Linked DNA regions of Mus musculus: all the other regions are linked to region 1. The links are chromatin contacts, called in public Hi-C and promoter capture Hi-C maps. All regions are on one chromosome and are shown on one strand. The core of a region is the stretch at or near the end of the contact, and the rest is flanking DNA. Distances in the headings are between cores, read along the strand shown. Region 1 holds the start of Larp4b (La ribonucleoprotein domain family, member 4B). Region 2 holds the start of Cdk13 (cyclin-dependent kinase 13). Region 3 holds the start of Gdi2 (guanosine diphosphate (GDP) dissociation inhibitor 2). Region 4 holds the start of Mrpl32 (mitochondrial ribosomal protein L32). Region 5 holds the start of Net1 (neuroepithelial cell transforming gene 1).

Region 1 (4,261 bases), core at 1,021-3,520:
GAGAGTTCCCCTTTCCCTCATTAACTCTATTATTTTTGGATACATATACACATACAAGAAAAGAAAATGAAGTGTTTAAAAGTTTAAAAAGGGGGATAGTAGTGACTGGATGGATATCTTGTTTCAGTTATTTTTTTGAAACAGTGTTTCACACTGACGCTCCCCAGGAGTGCTTGGAGTTCAGTGATCCATCTGGTTCACCTCCATGAGCTGCTCAAGCAAAAGGTGAGAGCCATTGCATCTGGCTCTGATTGCTAAGTCTTTACTAGAACTACAAAGTACAGAGAGGACCTAGAAGGGAGATAGGATCACAGGAAAGGGGCGGGGGGGGGGGGGCGTGGGGGGAGATAAGCAAGAGTAGATCAGAAGTAGAGGGTAGGCGTATGAGGGAAACAGAATCATAGTGATTAGGACCTAAGATGCTCTGGATCGTAGGTTCTCATCTCTCCCTCTCTATCTCCCTCTCCTCTCCTTTCCTCCCCTTCTCCCCTTCTCTCTCCATGCTACGAATGGAAGCCAGGGCCTTTCATATGTCAGGCAGGCACTATCACTGAACCACATCCCAGGGGATTTATAGGAAAAAACACCTATTAAATGCTGACTTGGTTCTCAGTAAAAACTTTGTATAGGCTGTGCTTTATTCTAGCATAGACTGAGTTGACTCACCCAATGTCTTAAGAATTCTTAGTACACTAATGTAATTGGAAAGTTAGGGTGTCTCAATCTACAGGGTAGGAAAGGAAATAGACCGTTTTCACTAGTTTGTGAAAGTCCTTCTTTTTATGCAATAGTACTTAATGTTATCCTGTAGGAAAGACAAGGAGCCATGAAGATCTTTGTTGACAAGATGGAGAAGATATATTTGAAGGACATACCTGTTGGTACTCTGGATTAGGTGTACCAGTTGCATTTACGGACACCAAATACCCCGAGGTGTTAACAGCAGGCAGAACTACCAGGGAAGGGAAAAGCATTAATAGTACTAATGTTGTATATTCTTTCCAGTACCAGAGGCAAGCTTTACTTACAATTTATTATCTTTAGAGACACGTCAATGAGTAGGGCACATAGTGCCAGGCAGTACTTCCAACTCGGGAGGTGGGAGGCAAAACAATCAATGCGAGGGAGCCAGCCTGTGTAAAAATAGTGAGAACTGGTCTTTGAAGAAGAAATACCGTGAGAATAGTTACTATGAGACTAAATACTGTGAGAATGCCTGTGAAATAGTTAACTAGGAAACAGTCTTAAGCCTAGTAACTGCAACAAGGTGTCACATAGAGGCTGGGTGAGGTGGCTCACTTGGTTAAGGCCTTTGCTCTGAAGTGTAAACACCAAGAGTTTGAGCATCAAGACCCAGAGGGAGGAAGAGAAGAAACTCCCACAAAAAAGACCCAATACAGGAGAGTCAAAGATGGTTCTTCCAAAATGCACTCTTCAGTATTTGAAAAATGTTCCTAGAAACCAATGAGCAGAACCATGGTATGGTATGGTATGGTATGGTATGGTATGGTAACCATGGATATTGTTCCAAGAGAGCTTTTTCATTCGGGAAAAATTCGTATGGCTTCGAATAATGAATTATAGACAGTAAGCAACCGGCGAATAAACGCAGATAAGTAGGCAGCAAGTTTTAAGTAAAGTAAATGTAATATACGTTTTTTCTTTTTTTTTTTTAAAAGAAAATCGATAAAAGAAGGGTTTTAGTATTTTCAATTCTCTGGGAAGCGACAAGAGCAGGTTTCTTTGCTTATCCAAATCATTCTTGTCCCATACTGAAGTCGGGGAAGCTGTAGAGAAATGCCGGACATGGGTCCAGGTCCTGGGGACAGCGGGTCCGGAGCGAGGGGTGCGCTTTCAGGACGCCACCAGCCTGGGACGCCCCACACCCCAGCACTTGCTCATAAGATGCTAAGCTGCCTACAACTGGCGCTCCGACTGCTACAGGGCGGGGCTTGCAGAATGGGCGGGGAGAGACGAGGTGTGCGGCGCGCGCAGCAGCTCAGGGCGGGGCGGGGCGGGGTGGGGCGGCGCGGGGCGGTGCGGGGTGTGGGGGGGGAAATTGGCGTCGTGCGCGCACGCGCCAATCACAGATGCCGCGAGATGGGTGCGCGCCGAGAGGCCGGGGGAAGTAGAAGGGAGGACTCGCGTCCCCTCTTAGCCAATCGCTACGCAGCGCCTCCATGACGCTAGGCTCTCCTGGGCGCCAAACGCCAGTCGGCGGGCCGGGTGGGTGAGGGCGCCGGGGTAGGGCGCGGGGCCGCGCGGGGGTGGGACTTCCGCAGGGCCCCGGAAGTGGGATCTGTGTGTTCTCATGCGAACGGGAAGGAGCGTTGGGGATCTGGAGTCTCGAGGTTGAGACATTTTCGGGCCCGAAAAAGGAAGGATCGGCTGCCGTCGCTGCCAAGTCCGCGCCCGCTCTTCTTTGCTGTCTCCGGCCCGGCCCGGCCGTGCCGCCTTTTCTTGCCGTCTCCCTCCTCGGCCGTCCCCGCGTGTTTTGCGCGGTCGCCGGGCACCGGGGCTGCGGCGACGAGCCCGCGGGCGGCCGGTCGGGCGGGGCGGGCGGCTGACAGGTGAGCGGGGCGGTCCTCGGTCACCGACGGGGCGGCCTCCCTCCGCGCCCCGTGCTCGGACCCGCGCCTCCACCAGCCTGTCACCGGGCCGCCATCTTCCCGGAGGGACGGGGCCAGTGGCGGGCAGGGCCGGGCCCGGGCGGGGAGGGGAACGGCACAGGGCCGGGCTGGGGCCGGCGCTGGGGAGGACAGAAAGAGGGGCAGTGCCGCGGAGGGAGCGGCAGGGCAGGCTGGACTGTGGCCCCGATAGCCCGGGGTAGGCTGGACCTGGGAGGACCTGCGGGCCGGGGTCAGACCTGACTGACACGGCCCTGGCCGGGGAGGACTGGAGCGAAGTGAGACGTGTGCAGAGTCTTCCCGGAGGCCGCGTCTCCCAGGCTCTTGGGGGTTTGCCTATGCAGCCCGAGGAGAATGGGCTGGGGTCGCAGGCCACCATCGCCCCGAGGGCAGGCGGGCGGGCCCCGGGGACCCGCAGTGCGGCGCCCGGGGCCTCGCCCCCCTCGGTCCCGCCGGAGACCGGCCAGACAGCCGCGCTCGCTGCTGCGGGGAGAGGTGGCTCATTAGGGAATCGCATTCCTTTAGAACCAGGAAGTTAGGATCCTGTTGCTCGAGTGTGTGTTTGGAATGCTGCTCCCTTTTCCCCCATACACTTGATAGACTTGAGCGGGTCCGACTTTGAGATAGTTAAGAAATAAAAATTAAATGTGAAGACTCATGGTAACCGGCCAGGAACCTCTTAACCACCTGCTTCTCAGTGGTGTATAGTAGAACATGAAGTTTGTTGAGTTGAGGTCATTGCATCTTGTGACTTTCAGTGAATGTAATCTTGTTAACCCCCTCGTTTTTTGGTGTAAGGTGGCTTTGAATTTGGACTGACTCGAAATGTGAGAAAACGACCCGGAGAAAAATGATCTCAATCTGCCTTCCATTCGCGACCTTCTCACTGGCGTTGGAATACTTTGTTTTAATCATAAACTGAAACTTTGAAGTTTTCCATAACTGAACAAACGGGAGGGCTTCCCATGGCTGCAGTGGAATTAGTTTGTAGCACACAGTCAAACAAGGGAGTTTTAAATAGAGGCAATAGCAACTGCATTTGTTTCTTTTAGGATATTTAGCTGCTTCCCTTTTCAAATTGAGTTGAATATTTAAAATGCACTTGCAGTTTGTTTTGAGTTGGTGTTTGCAAGACCACAAGAGGAGAAAAGGGTGATGGTTTTTGTTTTTGGTGGTCTTTTAGTATATTATGTGCAATTTCTATACTTCCCTAACTTGGTTGGCTTCTCTTATTTACAGTCAGGGTTAATTTAATTGAGGCTTTTTTTCTTCGTGCTTAATATACCAAAATCCAGTATTGTAATCAAATTGTACAAGAAATAGTTTAAGGAGATTTGTTGGGAATTGCTAAAGTAGAATGCTCTCTGAAAGTTTATTTTTTAGTTAGTACATTTTCCCTTAAAACTTTAACTAGTTAGAAATATATTTCATCTCATATTTTGAAAACTAATGTGACTTGAGTTGACTTATTTATATGGAACGGCATGGCTTCTTAGTCATTAGAAGCTATCCTGAGCTCACCTTTGATTCCAGCACTAGGGAGGCAAAGGAAGGGAGGCCAGCCTGGTCTACAGATGGAATGTCAGGGCTACACAGAGAAACCTATCTTGAAAAAAACCAAAAACAAACAAACA
Region 2 (4,261 bases), core at 697-3,196, 8.7 Mb after region 1:
TATTAAGACAAATTAAGCCAAAATAGCAATGCTGGAAAAGGAGAGCATTTTGCACTAACCTGCTGACAGTTAAAAGCAACAAGTTAAAAACTTTGAACTCTTAGGACTCATCCCTGCCTAGGCTGGTCGCTTGGTCCCTCCCACCCTCACAGGTGCATTCAGCACTCCCCTCTCCGCTAGAAACCCACCCTCCGACCCGGAGCGCTGGCCTGGGAAGCGGACCGAGTAAACCAGAGGCGCCTCGCCCCACCTTCCCCGCCTCCTAGGGTTGGGGGGACAGGACTCACCTGAGTACTGGGCTGTAGGGGCTGCGCGAGCGCCGCCAGCTGCTGCTGCTGTACGGGCTGGGGGATACGTCGCCGCCCCGCTCGTAGGAGCTGTGGCGGCTGTAGCTGGGCGAGCGGCGCCGGCTATAGGGGCTCGGGGAGCGCGGCAGCCGCCGGGAATAAGGACTGCTGCCACCTCCCGCCGGACTGGGGGACTTGCGGCTCCGAAGGCTCTGCGAGGCCCTGTGGGACACCGGGCTTTCGTCCCGGCCTCCCAGCGGGCTCAGGGACCGCTGCCGCCGCCTGTAGGCCTTCGGCTCGCTCTTGTCCTCCCGGTAGGCCTTGGGCGGCTCCTTGTAGGCCGAGGGCGGTTCCTTGGACGACTTAGTCCGGCTGCGGTGGGCCTTGAGGTCCCGGTCCTTGCGGCTGCTACTGCTGCTGGACGTAGCCGACGCGCTCTTGCGGCGGCCGCCGCTGCTGCTGCTGCTGCCGCTCTTGGCGGCCTCCGCCCGCTCCTCGCCGCTGTGTCCGTGGCGGCTGCGGGCCTTTGAGGCCTCGCTGCCGCTGCGCGTCCCGTCCCGCCGCCGGTGCTCGCGGTGGCGCTCCTTGCTGCGGCCGCTGCTGCTGCGGCGGTCCCGGCGCGGCCTGCGCTCCGACCCCTCCGCGCGCCTCTGCGTGCCGGAGGAGGAGGCCGGACTCCCGCCGTTGCCCCCCGTTCCCCCGGCAGCCGTCGCCGCCGTTGCCGCGCTGGCGCCCCCCAGCAGCAGCCCCTGCTCGGACTGGGAGCTCACATCCTCGTACTCCACCAGCGGGGTCACACCCCCGCCGCTACTGGCACCGCCACCGCCGTCCTGCTGCGGCTGGGGCAGCGAGAAGACCCGGCGCTTCTCCGCCTCCTGCCCGGCGCGGGGCCCGCGGCGCCGCTTCTGCCGCCCTCCGGGGCGCCTCTTGCCTCTCGCCAGCCGCTTGACCTCCAGAGGAGGGCCCGGGCTGAAGCAAGAGGAGGAGGCCGCGGCGGCGGCGGCTGCGGCGGCGGCCGCGCCGGGGGCAGCCAGGAAGAGCAGAGGCGGCGGGGGCGGCGGCGGTTGCAGGAGCTGCGGCTGCAGGAGCGGCAACAGCAGCGGCGGCTGCTGAGGGGACAGGAATCGCCTCCGCTTGCGGCGCTCCTCCAACTTCTTCTCGGCCCAGCTCAGGCCCCCGCCTCCCCCCAGCGCCGTGTCCGAGCTACTCGGCATCGCCTAGAGCCCGCCGCAGAGTGCGGCGCGGGTGCGGCCTCCTCCGGGGTCAGACCCTGGCCATGTCCCCCGCCGGGAAGGGGGACGGCAGCCGCGGCGGAGGGGTAGCGAGCAGCAGGGCCGGCCGGGAGTCGCGCCACGATAATCCGGGTCGGGACGCGCGTCCCCGGTTCCAGTCGCGGTGTGTGCGCAGCGGCGTCAGGGCCTGGCGCGGGAGGATCCTATCCTCGGCGGAAAGCCGGCCGTGCCGGGCGGCGGCGGTGGCGGCGGCGGCGGCGGCCTCGGGCTCCGGCGGCGCAACGCGGAAGTGCCACCGCGGGCCGCGCTTCACTCCATCGTCCTGACGTCGGGGGCGAGCTCGCGGGAGGGCAGTGGGCGCGACCACAGCACGCCTCCGTCGCCGGCCGGCCGCGGCGCGTCCACGTCGTCCTGTGGCGGCGGCGGCGACACCCCGCGGCGCTCGGACGGGCCTGGGCCTGGCGCCCCGAGGGCACTGCGCGCAGCTTCCGGAGCGGGGGCGCGGCTCGCTGTCCTCCGCCCCTCCACGCGGGCTCCGCGCGCGCCGCTCGCCCCTCCCTGCCCTCCGCGTTCTCCCTGCGGGACGGCGACGCGACTGGCTGGCCGAGCCCTCGCCGCGCACCACCCACTCGCCGCGTTCCTCAAGACTTTTGCCCCTAAACCCAACGCTAGGTCGGCGGCGCGCACGCTCGTCACGTTCGGGGACGCCGATGGAGAGAGCGAGCGCGGGCGAGGGGAGGTGCTGCGTGCTCGCGCCCGCCGGGACCCTGGCCGTCACCGGAAGTGACGCGAGGAGCCACTCCACTTCCGGCAGGGGTGGGACGGAGGAGCAGGGTTAAAGAAAGGAGAGGAGGCGTGGGCTGCGCTGTGCTGTCGCTGGAGGCCTTCCCTCCGGCGCCACTCATGGCGCTTGTTGCTCGCCTCCAGTGAAAAGGTCACGGCAGGACCCGGGAGAACCTTGACGACTACCTTTTCCCCAGCCACGGGATCGGAACATCTGTGAGAGCAGACTCCCCACAGAGGGCGAATGTGACGTTAGCTTGACTAGACTCACGTACGCCCAAGTTCAAGGACCCATCGTAACCTAAAAATATACTTGGTGTTCATAGCTTCGAGCTTCCGCGACACTGACGTTTCGGAACCTTTAAAAAGCCTTACACAGGGCTGGAGAGGTGGCTCAGAGGTTAAGAACACTCACTGCTCTTCCAGAGGTCCTGAGTTCAATTCCCAGCAACAGTATGGTGGCTCACAACCAGCTGTAATGGGGATCCCTCTTCTGATGTGTCACATACATGAAATAAGTAAATCTCTTTATAAAGCAAAAGCATTAAGTAAATCTGAAAGATGAGTCAAAATATCAAGGAGGACTACTAAAAATCCCAGGAACCTTAAAAACATTTTGTAGTAGTGGAAGCTGCCCTCTTTGTACTTTCACCTGTAATTATATCTAACTAAAGCTATGAGCTGTCAGCTACATAATGCCCTCATCTCTTGCCTTAAGATTGCCCTTCAGTTAGAGGCTAGGTATTCGGGGTAATTAGATTAAAATCTAAAAGGCTTATTGGTCATTAATACTGGAAAGAAGATAAACATTGCTCAGTGGGTACATGTAATTACCCCTTAACAAATTTATTCAGATCATCAGCTGGCTTTTAGTTCTTAAATACTTAGTAATCAAGTTGACCTCAGCATCATCTCACAAACTGATGGAAGCTCAGACTTTGAAGTTTACAAAAGATACTTGCTAGAAGATAGGTTTGAATAGCTACTTCTGACAAAGACAGGCCTGAGTGGAACACCCAGTGGAACCTTCTACACAGAAGGGGGCAAAGCAAAGATACTGGGAAACGAAATTTCAGAAGTATGTTACCTAAAGCAAATTTCTTCTTGACATCATTGTTAACTCGGAGTACTAAGGAGGAGAGCTTTTCAGAAAAATATCAACCTGTCCCATTATGCTGCTTTTCAAAGCCTGATGCAATGGCATATGTCTATTCCCAATACAATGGAGGTTAAAACAGGTCAAGGACGATGGTGAGTTCTGGCCTATCAGAACTCTACATAATAACACCCTCTCCCCCATCCCATCTTGCCAAGAAAAAAACAGAAATAAGGCTGGAATAGAAAAGAAGAGGCAAATAGATGTTTGTATAATAGTTCCTCTAGCATAAGCTACTCACTGCACTTAGGAATGTCATCTGTTCTTGTCCGTACAAAAAACACTTGGTCCATAGTGAATGTATAGTGGTTACTCCAGGCTGCGAGTAGAAAACTTAAGAAAATATCTTAATAAGATTCTGCCATCTTTCCTCAAGCTCACTTGCTTGGAAATGCTTTTAGTAGGATTCAAACTCCAAAGTAATGGAAATTATCTTTAAATTTGATGTTTCTATAAGAATATCTGCTACCTTCATCGAAAGAGATTTTTAAATTGCCACTTGGAACTGGGGTTTTGGGTTTTTTTTTTTTTCAGTTTGCTGTTAGTGTGCTTTTCATGTAATTATGTTTGTCTGTATTACCTTGTGGTTTTAAAAATATTTTTTCTTTGTTTATCTGACAGATCATTATCATACCACATAAGCTGTTCTTTATAGTTTGGGGCTAAGGGGAGGATGGGGTCTCAGTTGTTAGAGAGCTTGCCTGGTATTCAAAAGTCCTGGATTTGAGCACCAGCCACAAAAATAGAAGATGATAGTGGAGACCTGCATGGTAGGTAGGTAGGAAACTACTATACAATTTTAG
Region 3 (4,261 bases), core at 1,281-3,780, 5.6 Mb before region 1:
AGCTAGGTTGTCAGGCTATTGTCACAAGCATTTTGACCACAGAGCCACCTTATCAGCTCACAGCTTCTTCATCCTAATTAAAAACAAGACGTATTTACACAGGGAATCTGAAAACAATTATTTGTTGTAGTGCTGGGGATGAAATGGGTATTCCAGCCAACCAGGCCAGGGCCTTGTGCATGCTAGGTAGTAATTGTTCTAGGTAACAGCCCTTCCATTTGTCAAGGTTGATGACTTTATTTCTTTTTTTTTTATTCCAAGTATGCCTTTATAAAAATCCTCTTTTCCATTGTGGCCACTGCTTTTCCAAGGCATTTGTTTAACCTATGTCCTCAACAAATTATACATAGTTTGGGTTTATGATTTTAGCAAATGAACTTTAGCTGGTGTCCAAGGAAGGAAAGACCTGGGCTTCTTGAATTGGAAAGAACTTTTGTAAAAATAATTATTGCTTCCCAAATTAAAAAAAAAATCAAGAAAAAGTATCTGTCAAGGCTCTTACATGGATTCATTCCTCTTAACTGTACTTTCCAGTTTGACTCTTAAAATTGTTATGATTTTAACCCAGCTAGCAAATGGGACCACTTAACTAATCCGATTTAGTAAAAGTTGGGGGTAAAGGAAAGACAAAAAAAGCTGGCTGAGATTACATATGGTATGTATATAGTATGTTAATGTAACTTGTTTTTTGTTTGTTTGTTTTTTCAAGACAGGGTTTCTCTGTGTAGCCTTGGCTGTCCTGGAACTCACTCTGTAGACCAGGCTGGCCTCAAACTCAGAAATCTGCCTGCTTCTGCCTCCCAAGTGTTGGGATTAAAGGCGTGCGCCACCACACCCAGCTTCTTAATGCAACTTTTATTCTCCTGTGTAACTGTCATCTGGGAGACTTACTGCTCCTTTCTGCCAATGTAGGCCTAGTCGCAGAAGCTTCCAGCCTCCATACAATCTAATGTAGCCCTAGAATGTTTTCAGCCTCTGAGACTTACTGCTGAATAAACTCACCCTTTCTAGTTCTTTCTGAACTCTGGCTGGATGGTTCAACTCAGCTGTTCTGGTTCAAACTCCTCTCCAAGCTGACTGATTCAATCTGGCTCCTCTCTGCTTCTTCCGAATTGCTCTGCTTGACCTTTAACTATAGCAATCTGTTTTGGTTTTTCGCCTCTTCTTTGACTCATTCTGTCTTTACTTGTGTCTAATTTGTCCTCTCTGCAACCTGTCCCTTTATAACTGTCACAGTAAAACTGCTTCCTCCTCCTCTTCTGTACTGCCTCTTAAATAGCTTCCCTTCCCTCTCTCTTTTGAGAGCTGGGTATAACCTGGCAAACCTTTCTCTGATTCAGTCAAGCCACTCAATTAGACATCACTGTTAAACATGGGTGCTTCCTTCTAATAAACTAGTTTTACCTTTGGAATCAAAGGTGTGCACTTAGGGTGTGCCTGTATTCCAGCAAGATTAAAGGTGTGTGCTAAGGGCCGAGGCACAGCACAGCTAGTTCAAAGCCAGTGGAGCTTGATGTCCAAGGGGCCTGCAAATGTTGCTTTAATGGTCCTGAGGGTTACTGGAAGGTCTACTTTGCACCCTGACAATTCTGTTGTCCAAACAAAACAAAACAACTCTGAAATTAATTAGATTCAACAAAGTTTTAACAAGGATCAGGATCCAGAACCAGGCAGCACACCAAAGATGGTTCAGAAGCCCCACCTCTAGTGTGGTAATTGCATGTAGAGGCTGAAACACAGCAAACATACAAAATATAGTGCAATTCAGCATTTGCCTTTATAAGCACATTTTGGCAGCCTTCAGCCTGAGAGACTAGTTGAAGCCCAGTTGCTTGGGTACCAGGGTTATCAACTCTTAAATTTATAACCTGCTTTGCATCACAAGCTAGAATGCGGAGCATTATATAGGAAAGCCATTCTGGACCACATTTTACCTAAAGCATGGATACCAGTTTAGAACACATTTATTTGTTCGAACAGAACCATACAAGTTTAAAGCAGGGCACACAGAATCCTGAGGTCTTCCCAGCCCCGCGCGGGCAGGGGCAGGGGCAGGGCCAGGAGCCAAGCTGCAGAGGCAACGAGGCTGCCAACCTTCGGAGAGGCTGGCGTCCTCACGACTTGGCCCCGCTCGGCCAGGGCGATGCACGTACACCTCTCAAAGTCCCAAGGGCGGAGCTTGGGCTCCGTGGCCCGAAGCCTAAACAACCGTGCTCCATCTCACACCTTGGCGCGAGAGTCAGGCACGTGGTAGCCCAGCTGCAGTTTCCGCCTTGTTCCTCCTATTCAACTAGACCCTCAGCTTCGCATGTCGCCGCCCATACCACAGGAGCACAAGACGGGTGAAATTTAAAAAAAAAAAAAAAAAAAAAGCGCAAAACCGGAAGCCAAGATGGCAGCAGTCCGCCCTTCTCTCGCGAGAGGGGAACGAGGGGGGGAGAGGTGGGGTTAAGGAAATTCACCAATGAGAGAGCAGGATCCCCTTGACTGACGGCGCCGTCGGCCTCTCGCACGCCCCGCCCCGGCGCCGGAGCTCGCTCTCCTCACCCCGCGCTCTCCCCGCCTCCCCTCCCTCCCCTCCCTGCTCTTCTCTTCCCGTTGAGGTGGCGGCCGGCCTCTCCTCCTCCTCAGCTCCGTTTTTCCTCTCCTCGCTTTTTCCCTTTCCCCCCGACCCCCGGGGCCCAGAGCGGCCGGACTTCTCGCTCCCTTCTCTACGGCGGCCTCCGAGCCCCCGCGTGCGCTCCTTTCCCCGCCATGAATGAGGAATACGACGTGATCGTGCTGGGCACCGGCCTGACGGTGAGCTGCGGCGGGCTGCGGGGAGACGCGGCCGGCCGGCCTCCGCCGGGCCCGGGGGCGAGGGCGGGTCCCATCGGTGTGCACGAGCCTCGCCCGCGCCCGAACTGCCGGTGTCTGCGCCCCCTTGGGGGCCGTCCCCACTCGCCCGCGTTGAGTCTGGGATAGGGAGGTCGTGGCTTGTTGGGATGCAGTGATTTGAAGGCGTCGGTAGTGTGTTAGGGAAAACCAGGATGTGGAAGCCGGGACGTGTCCGTGGGAAGCCTGCCCATTGGGAAGTTGAGGGCAGAACCGCCCAGCAGCCGGAGAGAGACAGCCTCGTCCTCCTGCAGGAAGGAAGAGGACCGGGAAAACAGCTTGTGCTCCTTGCACTTCCCCTTTGGGTGAATGACCTCTCCCGCTTGGAAGCAGGCAAGCCCTGGACCGAGCGGGAGGGAGTCGCTGCTGGCGCCTGCACTTCCTATGTAAGTGGCGAGTAGCAGCAGCAGCAGCAGCAGCAGCAGCTTACTCAGCTAGTCTCAGGGCGCAGAAAGCCAAACAGAAGGATGATCGCTGATCGATAATTTGTCCTAGAGTTTGGCCAACTTAAGTTTCTAGAGAAAATCATGAAACGAGTTTCTTTAGGAAAAAAACAAACACCCTTTTTCTAATTGCTTCACTGCCCTCTCATCCACTCGCTTGAAATGGGAAATGAATTTTCTCAAAACTTGTCTGTTAAATACTTTTCACGTCCGGCCCGTGCTTCCCTTTTGTTTGGTTTATTGCGTGCCGCCACAGTTTCTTGAGAAGGGGGAGGCTAAGTTCTCTGTACTTGTTACACTTCTGGGAGGTTAGAAAATAAATGCGCAGTGTGAATGTACTGGTATGTAAATGTAAGGCGGTCCCTAATGCTCCAGTACGTTTTCGTCAGTATCTATCTGCTTAAATATGGGAAAAATATAGACAGGTTTTTATACTTTGTGCTTTCCCCCCGGCCCCCCACTGTGACAAAAGGGCTGATCTTTTGCAAAAAGGAGTTGGGAAGAGAACCGACCATTTTGAATATCAATTGCGGTGTGTGTGTGTGGGGGGGGTATTGAATGTGAAATTATGGGTAAATTACTTCATCTGGAACATTGATGTATGGATCCCATATGTCTATCCATCAAATGTCCAAGTCATTTAATAAGAGCCCCACGGCTTTCGACTTTGTTGAAATGCATTGGCATTTCTTTCTTTCTTTTTTTTTTTTTTCCTCGAGACAGGGTTTCTCTAAGTAGCCCTGGCTGTCCTGGAACTCACTTTGTAGACCAGGCTGGCCTCGAACTCAGAAATTCGCCTGTCTCTGCCTCCACCACCGCCCAGCTTGCATTGGCATTTCTTAGAATCAAATTAATATCTTTAAGATAAAATACTCGGAAATAACTGTTTTAGAGAAAACCTTCAAGATTTTTTATTCTACTTTTTTTCTTTTAATACTTTTAGG
Region 4 (4,261 bases), core at 966-3,465, 5.5 Mb after region 1:
AGCTTTCTGAGAATGTTCGTGCTACATAAGACTATATACTAGCTAGTTCAACAATATATTTTAACAGGAAAACCAAAAAAAAAAAAAAAAAAAAATAGCAACACTGAGTTCAAATTAGTAAGAAAATTAGGACTAAAACTCAAGTTTACCAATCTGGTATATTTTTATTCGTATAGCCTATGGGTAAACTATTCTCAAATTCTTTTGTCTAATCTCCAGCTTGAGTAGAATATTTTCATTATATGAGTGTAGTGAATTCCACATTAACAATTAAAAGCATAGTCAAGAAGTTTGGAGATTTTTTTCAGAATTGTTTGTAATGATCTCATTTGACTTTTGAATTAAGAGCTCTATCAGTCCTCTAACTTCAAATAATAACCAACAAGGAGCCCATCTAAGCAATGGGATGATTCATTAAGAGTATCTTAAAACATTAAGGAAGAATTAGATTACGTATCTATCCATGATGAGCCAAACAAGATGCTAAGACTATTATAAGGCTGGTTTTCTCTGCTACACAAATACAATACCGGGCTATTCAGTGTTAGACTTGTGGAAGAGAGTGTGTATGTGCACACACCTACACCCGTTCACACATTACCTTAATTTTAATAAGCTTTTGAGGGTTTCTTCTCCTACATCGGTTAACTTCGATGGTGCGTCTGTTTTTGGGAGCTGCCATCCAAAAGATACTATCTAAAAAGCTGGAATTCTCTTTATTTTCACAAGTATCATGTGCTAGCTCTGTGAGGATGGATGGTCTCTGGACGGCTAATGCTGGTGCTATAAAACAAAACAGAGATGCCGAATCAACTCGGAGTTCCTAAATGAATACAGCCACTATTTCCTTTAACAGTCAACATGTGTAGTGTCACTAAATATACACACCTATAAATTATATGTGTTTGTGAGTATATGTGCACATGTAAGGTCAGAGGACAGCTTTCAGAGTTAGTTCTCTCCTTACGTCATACTGGCCATGGGGCTAGGACCCAGGTCCTGAGACTTAGCAACAAGGTCCTTTACTACTGAGCCATATGGCTGGCCTGACATAAATAGTTTTGAATGTTAAACACAACAAACATTAGTAATAATCCCCAGCTATTAAAATATACTAAAGCTCATATAAAAGGCAATTTAAAATACTTCAACTGGAATGCTTTCTTATTGCAAGCTACCAAAGCAGCCAGGCTACTCTACTAAGCATTTCCTCCGTATATAATCCGGGACACTGCAGTTCAGTAATAAGTAGTGTACAAGTAATCTAATCCCGAGACTCCCTACATTCACTCACATCACTGAGATGACTACAATGGTCATCTGTACCACACTATCCTGATCCAGTTAGGTCCTTTTTCTTTAAACCTGGTAGGTTCCTAAAGCCATTAAATTTTTCCTTAATATTTAATCTTAACCTGTGTTCTAAGAAAAGATTTATTATTTATGAGATTATCAAGTGTTTCACCTTTGTTTTTCTAAATTGCTTAGATCACTTCTTTACCCTTTCTTATGTTCTTCAGACTTGCGAACGTTCGTTCAATTCTTAGGACTTCTTACCACTACATAAACTGTCCAAGCACAGGCCTATTAGACAACGAATGGACTGAAATGATTATCTCAGGTAGAACATGGAGACAATTATTTATTATGCTGCGCTTGAGATATAATAAAATATATCTCTGTTCAGACTGGGCATTATCACTTTTGCGATACACTGTAAATAATACAGCAATCTCAAATTTAACGCCCAAGATACCAGGAGCTCGAAGCTAGCCTGGGCTACACAGTGAGTTCTAGACCACCCTGGCTACGGTGACAGTTTCAATAAATAAATAAATAAATAAATAAATACGAAGCTAGCCTGGGCTATACAGTGAGTTCTAGACCACCCTGGCTACGGTGACAGTTTCAATAAATAAATAAATAAATAAATAAATAAATAAATAAATAAATAAATAACCAATAAACAAACAAACAAATAAAATAACGAACCAATCAACCAACCAAAAACCACGCTACAACCCGGAAGCCCTCACCAACCCTCTTTCCACGAACTCTCTCCTTACGGACCCCACGGAGGACTGACAAAGCGACTCCAGCTCTGCTGCAGTTGCCGTTGTAGCAGCTCCCAGCACCTCTGGAGCGGTCCGGGACGCACCGGCCATGGTAGTGAAAGCAGCAGCAACGAAGGAGCCATGATCTTCTCAAGACAGAGCGGGACGCGGGCTGAGCGCATGCGTTAAGTCCGCCCACTTCCCCGCCTCCTCGCTCAGAGCATGCGCAGGCCCCTCTTGCGCATGCGCAAGGGTCAAAGACCGCTGTGATCCAAAAACTCCAACTCCCAGCTACCCCTAGGTGACTCTCCTCCAATCAGAGCAAAGAAGAAAAAAAAAATTAAAGGAAGCATACTTACTGCGCATGTGCGTGGCTGTGTTCCGACTTTCCGGGTAAAGATGGCAGAGCGCGGTTACAGCTTCTCGCTGACTACATTCAGGTATTCGGGGGACCCGCAGGTTCCATGCGTCGCAGATCACAGGAGCGCCCCAGACATGGTCCCGTGTGTCGGACCTGGCTGGTGTTTGCGTAGGAGTGCACGGTGACGGAGCTGGACTCGTAGCTTTGCAGAGTCATGTTCCGTGCCAGGCCTGGGCCCTGGCTGAGGCCGGCCGTGTTGCGGGCCGAGGGACGGGAGGCCCCAAGCCAAGCACTAAGCACTGGCTCTCCTTCTAGACTAGGAGAAGGGTGCTTTGAGATAGTCTGTTTTCAGCTGCTCTCTTCAGGTCCAGGATTTCTTTACTGGCCCGGCTAGGCCTGAGCGAGAGCTTTGTAAACCCAGACTCCTTATGGGACGTGTGAGACGTCCTTTTTCTTTTGGGAGATCCTTATTTGCTGTTAAATCTTAGTTTTAGTCTCTGTTTAGCAGCGATGTGCTTTGAAGCTCACACTGCTTTCGGTTTCGCCTGTGCTCCTGTAGAAGCTTAAGAAGTATAAAATGAAGGCGCTGATTTCCTGTCAAGTTTTTGTGGCACATGCAAACTGATAACCTCTGTATTTTGCTTGATCCACTAACAAATTGCTTTAAAACGATTTTAGACCCTTATGTTTTGGGAGAAAGAATTAAAGAGTTATATATATTTTCTCAAAGTGCAGTTAAGGGGAACTATTGTTCCCTGTTTAAGAAAAAACCATCATGGATGAACTTAGACAAAGGACTGTGTTTTGACCATTTTCTTTCTTTTTTTTTTTTTTTCTTTCCATTTTTTTATTAGGTATTTAGCTCATTCACACTTCCAATGCTATACCAAAAGTCCCCCATACCCACCCACCCCCACTCCCCTACCCGCCCACTCCCCCTCCTTGGCCCTGGCGTTCCCCTGTTCTGGGGCATATAAAGTTTGTGTGTCCAATGGGCCTCTCTTTCCAGTGATGGCCGACTAGGCCATCTTTTGATACATATGCAGCTAGAGTCAAGAGCTCCGGGGTACTGGTTAGTTCATAATGTTGTTCCACCTATAGGGTTGCAGATCCCTTTAGCTCCTTGGCTACTTTCTCTAGCTCCTCCATTGGGAGCCCTGTGATCCATCCATTAGCTGACTGTGAGCATCCACTTCTGTGTTTGCTAGGCCCTGGCATAGTCTCACAAGAGACAGCTACATCTGGGTCCTTTCGATAAAATCTTGCTAGTGTATGCAATGGTGTCAGCGTTTGGATGCTGATTATGGGGTGGATCCCTGGATAAGGCAGTCTCTACATGGTCCATCCTTTCATCTCAGCTCCAAACTTTCTCTCTGTAACTCCTTCCAAGGGTGTTTTGTTCCCACTTCTAAGGAGGGGCATAGTGTCCACACTTCAGTCTTCATTTTTCTTGAGTTTCATGTGTTTAGCAAATTGTATCTTATATCTTGGGTATCCTAGGTTTTGGGCTAATATCCACTTATCAGTGAGTACATATTGTGTGAGTTCCTTTGTGAATGTGTTACCTCACTCAGGATGATGCCCTCCAGTTGACCATTTTCTTAAGGACTGACAGCTGAAGGCAGCCAGGATCTACTTGTTGAATATAACAGTAACTAGTAGTGGTTTTTCCATTACCACCTATGTATAATGAGTTATAGATGAACCTGGACAATTGAACTTTTTCAAGGTTGTCCACAAATAGGTAAATCAGGACTCAAACCTTGTTGGTTTTGAAAACAATTAATAGACTTTTTGTTACAATATATTATCTTTTGAGAATTGCCCTTTACAGTTTCACATAAGA
Region 5 (4,261 bases), core at 534-3,033, 5.2 Mb before region 1:
TGCACTCTGACTTCTTAAACACACGGTCTGATTGGAAGAGAGGAAGTTTCAGAAGGCAAGAATTCTGGTAAATATTGCCTTAAACTTCAAACTCATAAAAATCAGTACTAACTGAAAGAATCTAGCTCTTTATAGAGTTACTTAATACAATGGGTTTGCCCATGCCTTGATAATGAAAGTAAGGTGTTTGCTTTTTCCTCAAAACCATTTGTCATGATTAGATTATAAGCTATATAAAAGATTAATTTAACATCCTATCAAATGACCTGGGCGTCGAGGTTCACACTGCAATCCGAGAACAGGGGGAGGCTAAGGAAGAAAGACCAGTTTTTAGGCAGAACGGTTTGGAGCCTGCTTGGTGACAATTCCTCTTCTCACCAATAGTCCTATGGATGTAAGACCACCTACAGTCCACCAGTTTCCATGGAGAACAGCTCTGGTACAGAAGTACAATATGAGTTTGTGGCCAGCGTCTCTACACAGGTAGTGAGTTCTGGGGTAACCAAGTTACACAGTGAGAACTTGTCTCAGAAACAAAACCAAAAAAACCCTGAAATCATGTCAAGTGGACCATGGGGATGTCTGAAAAGATGGAGCAGACACAGCACTGTTACTTTAACAGATTTAAAACTGACAGACAAGATTTCTGCCGAGTTTTCTGCCGAGGCCCATGATAAGTACTGATGTTCACACAGTGCCTTATATGAGGCAGACACTATCATAAACTCACTATGTAGACGTAGATTTGAACAAAGTTACATACTTTGTAACTCAATGTCTAACGTTATAATGGGAAACCATTGCATTCAGTACTTTGAGACCATTTCTCATATTTCGAAGGGCAAAAGAATGACAGAGTAGTCCAGACAAATGCCATTTCAATTTCCTATTTAATAAAAATATTATGACTCCCACAGCCTCTCTTCCAGACACAGATTTCTGAAATCAACCTAGTGTTTGCCTTTCCCAGACACATAGAAATGAAGATACAACACAGAATGTGAAAATGTGCTAATAACTGAAAAGCCAGAAAGAGTCTTTCTCTGATCTCTTCATTCCAGGAGCCTGTCCTGTTCTGGTCTGCAAAGGACATTTCATTTGAACAGCCGCTTTTAGGCTGAAAGGGTTGGTATCTGTTCAGGTGACAATTCCTCTTCTCATCACAGGGTCCACGACAGTCTTGATCTGAGCGCCTGCATCCACAACTAGTTTCTGGTAGAGAACAGCTCTGGTGCAGATGTACGGTTCCCCAGGGACGGGGTTAAAGGAGATTGTCAACAAGTCCAACGAGTCCACCCCTTCTACGCAGGGCCGAGCAGTCGCTGTGCAGCCCTCGGTGCAGCCCGCCGGGCAGCGCACTCTCCTCCCGCGGCATTTCTGCCCGGCCTTCCCCAACCTCCCCTACTGCACTGCCAGTCCTTGGTCACCCACCGTCCAGTCCATCCCGTCCTGAGTCTCCAGACTCGGTCCCCGGCTCTCACCCACCTCCCGCCACCCTCACCTCTCGTTCGCCGCCGGCCCGGGTGTGTCGGCCGGAAGCCCCGCGGCAGGTTCCTCGCTGAGCATTGAGACCCTGCGGCTTCTCCTCCGAGGTCGGGGCTGCTTCTGAGCCGCCGGCTCTGGCTCCATGTCCGGAGAAGGGGGGTTGGTGGGGCGGTGGCCCAGTGCCCAGGAGACCGATCGTGGCGGGCACAATGCCCGCCAGCTTCTGCGAGGCAGCAAGTCGCCTTCTAGCAGAGAGCGGCTACCGCCGTCATCCGGGGATTTGAAAATGGCGGCTGCCCAGAGATCGGCCAATCAGAGAGTGGGAAGCGGTTGCTAGGCTACGTGGAGTCCCGCCCTAATCAGAAGACTTCATACCAAACTTTTAGGAGCTCCAGTGACAAAGGGAAAGTGGTAAGGTGAAAGTTAGGAATTTGGGGATTTATTTTAACTACACACCTTACTCCTGAAAGGCAGTCTCTATTCACTAGAACTTTCACTTGCAGGGCAGGAAAATGGATCGGAAGCTGTTTATCATTTGTTGTTGTTTAGCGTTAGACAGGATGAAGGTATTGACCCCAAAGCAAGAGGCAGTTGGACGTATAAACACTAAGTTATACATGTGGAATATATTCCCAATTGCCAAAGACAATACTTTGTTCTCCAGGATGTCTCTAGAGAACCAGTGAAATCTAGTTATGTACTCCTGTCTTTCAGTAAGTAGGACACAGTCGCTTTACCGAATGGAAAGGGCTGCTTTCTCTGCTTGCAAGACTGCAAAACGTGCAGCATGAAACAAGGGACCCTGCTCAGGTTATTATGTGAAGATTGGTAAATAAAAACGTTCTCTGATTTTAAATATCGCTAATGGTCTTAAATGTAGTCTCTCTTGTATACAGGGAGATATTAATGATGTTGTGTATAATAGAAAAATTAAAGGCAATCTAAATGAATGACTGGGAGATGTCTAAATATAACTGATTAACTGTGAAGACTGCATTCAGCCGATAAAGAAATGGTCTTCTTCAGGGAATACCATTGGTTAGCCAATACTAACAGCTAGCCCTGAAAACATACAAATAACATCATACAGACTGAGCTGGCTGTATTTGTGTATTTAGGAACATATATGTATAACATATTGTTACATATTGACTATGTAACAATAATTAATAAAAAGAGTCCATGAATGTGAAAGATAGCAAGAAGGGGTATAGGAGAGAGTTGGGAAGGAGAAAAGAGAAGGGAGAAAATGGTGTGATTATATTATAATCTTGAAAATAAAAGAAAATTAAAAATAAGAGGTATATAGTAAAACAAAACATTGTGATTTTAACTGAAAGCATAAAATATGAAATATAGAACAATGATGGCTAGTTTTATGTCAATTTAGAAAAATTCTGTTTTAGGGTTTTACTGCTGTGAACAGACACCATGAAAGAGACAGCCCTTATAAGGACAATATTTAATTGGGGCTGGAATACAGATTCAGTCCATTATCATCAAGGCAGGAACATGGCAGCATCCAGGCAGGCATGGTACAGGAAGAGCTGAGAGTTCTATATCTTCATCTGAAGGCTGCTAGCAGAATACTGGCTTCCAGGCAGATAGAACAAGGGTATTCAAGCTCACACCCACAGTGACACACTTACTCCAACAAGGCCATGCCTCCAAACAGTGCCACTCCCTGGGCCAAGCATATTCAAACCATGACAAACCCTCTCTAATATTAGGCGGTAGGTAAGTCTATAGAACATTTTCTTAATTAGTAGTTGATGGGAAATAGGCCAGCCCATCATGGCTATACCATTCTTGGGCTGGTAGTCCTGGGTTCTGTAAGAAAGTAGGGAGAGGAAGACATGACGAACAAGCTAGTAAGCACTCTTCCACGGCCTCTGCGTCAGCTCTTGCCTCCAGGTTCCTGCACTGCTTGGGTTCCTGTCCTGACTTCCCTTGATGATGAACTGTGATATAGAAGTGTAAGCTGAATAAACCCTCCTCAAGTTTTTTTCCCCCTCTGTCACAGTGTTTTATCACAGTAATAGAAACCCTATGACAAATCATGAAGTGATTTGTGAGGGGAGTGTGAGTAAAATAAGCCCTCCCCCCTCCAAGTTGCTTTTGATAATGGTGTTTCATCATAGAATAGTAATCCTACCCACAAAAGAACTATAATTAATTATAAATCACTCTTTGTAATTATACAGAATAGAAAGTTGAGATTAATTAAATTTTTCTAGGTGGTAAGACTTTTGGCACTTAAAAATGCTTTTTATTTTTATTTTCTTGATTTAAGAATTCTTAAACAGAGTGAGATACTGGAGAAAATATTGCGTTTAGCAAATACAATGTAAATACAGAAATGTCATCCAAAACAATTGATCTCTATGCCGAGTTTGGTAGAATGAAGATATTTTAGTGGAACCACACACTTTTACACACAGAAGCAAGTTAGTTTGTCTCTATTCCTGAAGATACTGAAGCTGGTTTTGGTGTTATCACCAGAAGTTATTAGGGAACATTTACTATCAATGTGATAGATAATAAAAGATGCTGATATGGGGACTTCATGGAAGTTGTGCACTGCATGGAAATTGTGCAGGAAAATTCTTTCAATATTCATTCACTTGGGAAGTTGTTACTTTTTTTTTAGCTACTCATACATATCTATTGAATATCTACAATAAAATACTAGACTTTCAGCTAGGTTGTACCATAAGAAAAGGAATTGAAGGCCCATGGTATATTGAAGCACGTGGAAGGAAGCTGGACTTTTTAC

What was found. Promoter capture Hi-C pulls out the DNA fragments that hold promoters and counts their contacts. Hi-C and Micro-C count contacts between places; a contact is called where the count stands out from the background.
Region 2: a promoter capture Hi-C map of cranial neural crest shows a contact between it and region 1. The contact joins the promoter of Cdk13 here to the promoter of Larp4b in region 1. A contact is called at or near these places in 2 of 39 promoter capture datasets (cranial neural crest and pre-B cells).
Region 3: a contact with region 1 is called in a Hi-C map of CD8 T cells, with 4 times the contacts expected there. The contact joins the promoter of Gdi2 here to the promoter of Larp4b in region 1.
Region 4: a contact with region 1 is called in a promoter capture Hi-C map of pre-B cells. The contact joins the promoter of Mrpl32 here to the promoter of Larp4b in region 1. A contact is called at or near these places in 1 of 39 promoter capture datasets (pre-B cells) and 1 of 484 Hi-C or Micro-C datasets (CD4 T cells).
Region 5: a promoter capture Hi-C map of cranial neural crest shows a contact between it and region 1. The contact joins the promoter of Net1 here to the promoter of Larp4b in region 1. A contact is called at or near these places in 2 of 39 promoter capture datasets (cranial neural crest and pre-B cells) and 1 of 484 Hi-C or Micro-C datasets (CD4 T cells).

What each region holds. Positions count from the first base shown.
Region 1 is chr13:9,091,611-9,095,871 of GRCm38.p6, forward strand. It overlaps Larp4b (La ribonucleoprotein domain family, member 4B), which reads left to right and starts at 2,271. Exons shown (of 18, transcript NM_172585.3): 1 at 2,271-2,570.
Region 2 is chr13:17,803,151-17,807,411 of GRCm38.p6, forward strand. Cdk13 (cyclin-dependent kinase 13) reads right to left here and starts at 1,947. Exons shown (of 14, transcript NM_027118.1): 1 at 288-1,947. The coding sequence starts at 1,501.
Region 3 is chr13:3,535,545-3,539,805 of GRCm38.p6, forward strand. It overlaps Gdi2 (guanosine diphosphate (GDP) dissociation inhibitor 2), which reads left to right and starts at 2,531. Exons shown (of 11, transcript NM_008112.4): 1 at 2,531-2,799. The coding sequence starts at 2,755.
Region 4 is chr13:14,610,822-14,615,082 of GRCm38.p6, forward strand. Mrpl32 (mitochondrial ribosomal protein L32) reads right to left here and starts at 2,216. Exons shown (of 3, transcript NM_029271.2): 1 at 2,071-2,216; 2 at 602-783. The coding sequence starts at 2,197. Psma2 (proteasome subunit alpha 2) reads left to right here and starts at 2,421. Exons shown (of 8, transcript NM_008944.2): 1 at 2,421-2,494. The coding sequence starts at 2,454.
Region 5 is chr13:3,916,437-3,920,697 of GRCm38.p6, forward strand. Net1 (neuroepithelial cell transforming gene 1) reads right to left here and starts at 1,784. Exons shown (of 12, transcript NM_019671.3): 1 at 1,502-1,784. The coding sequence starts at 1,629.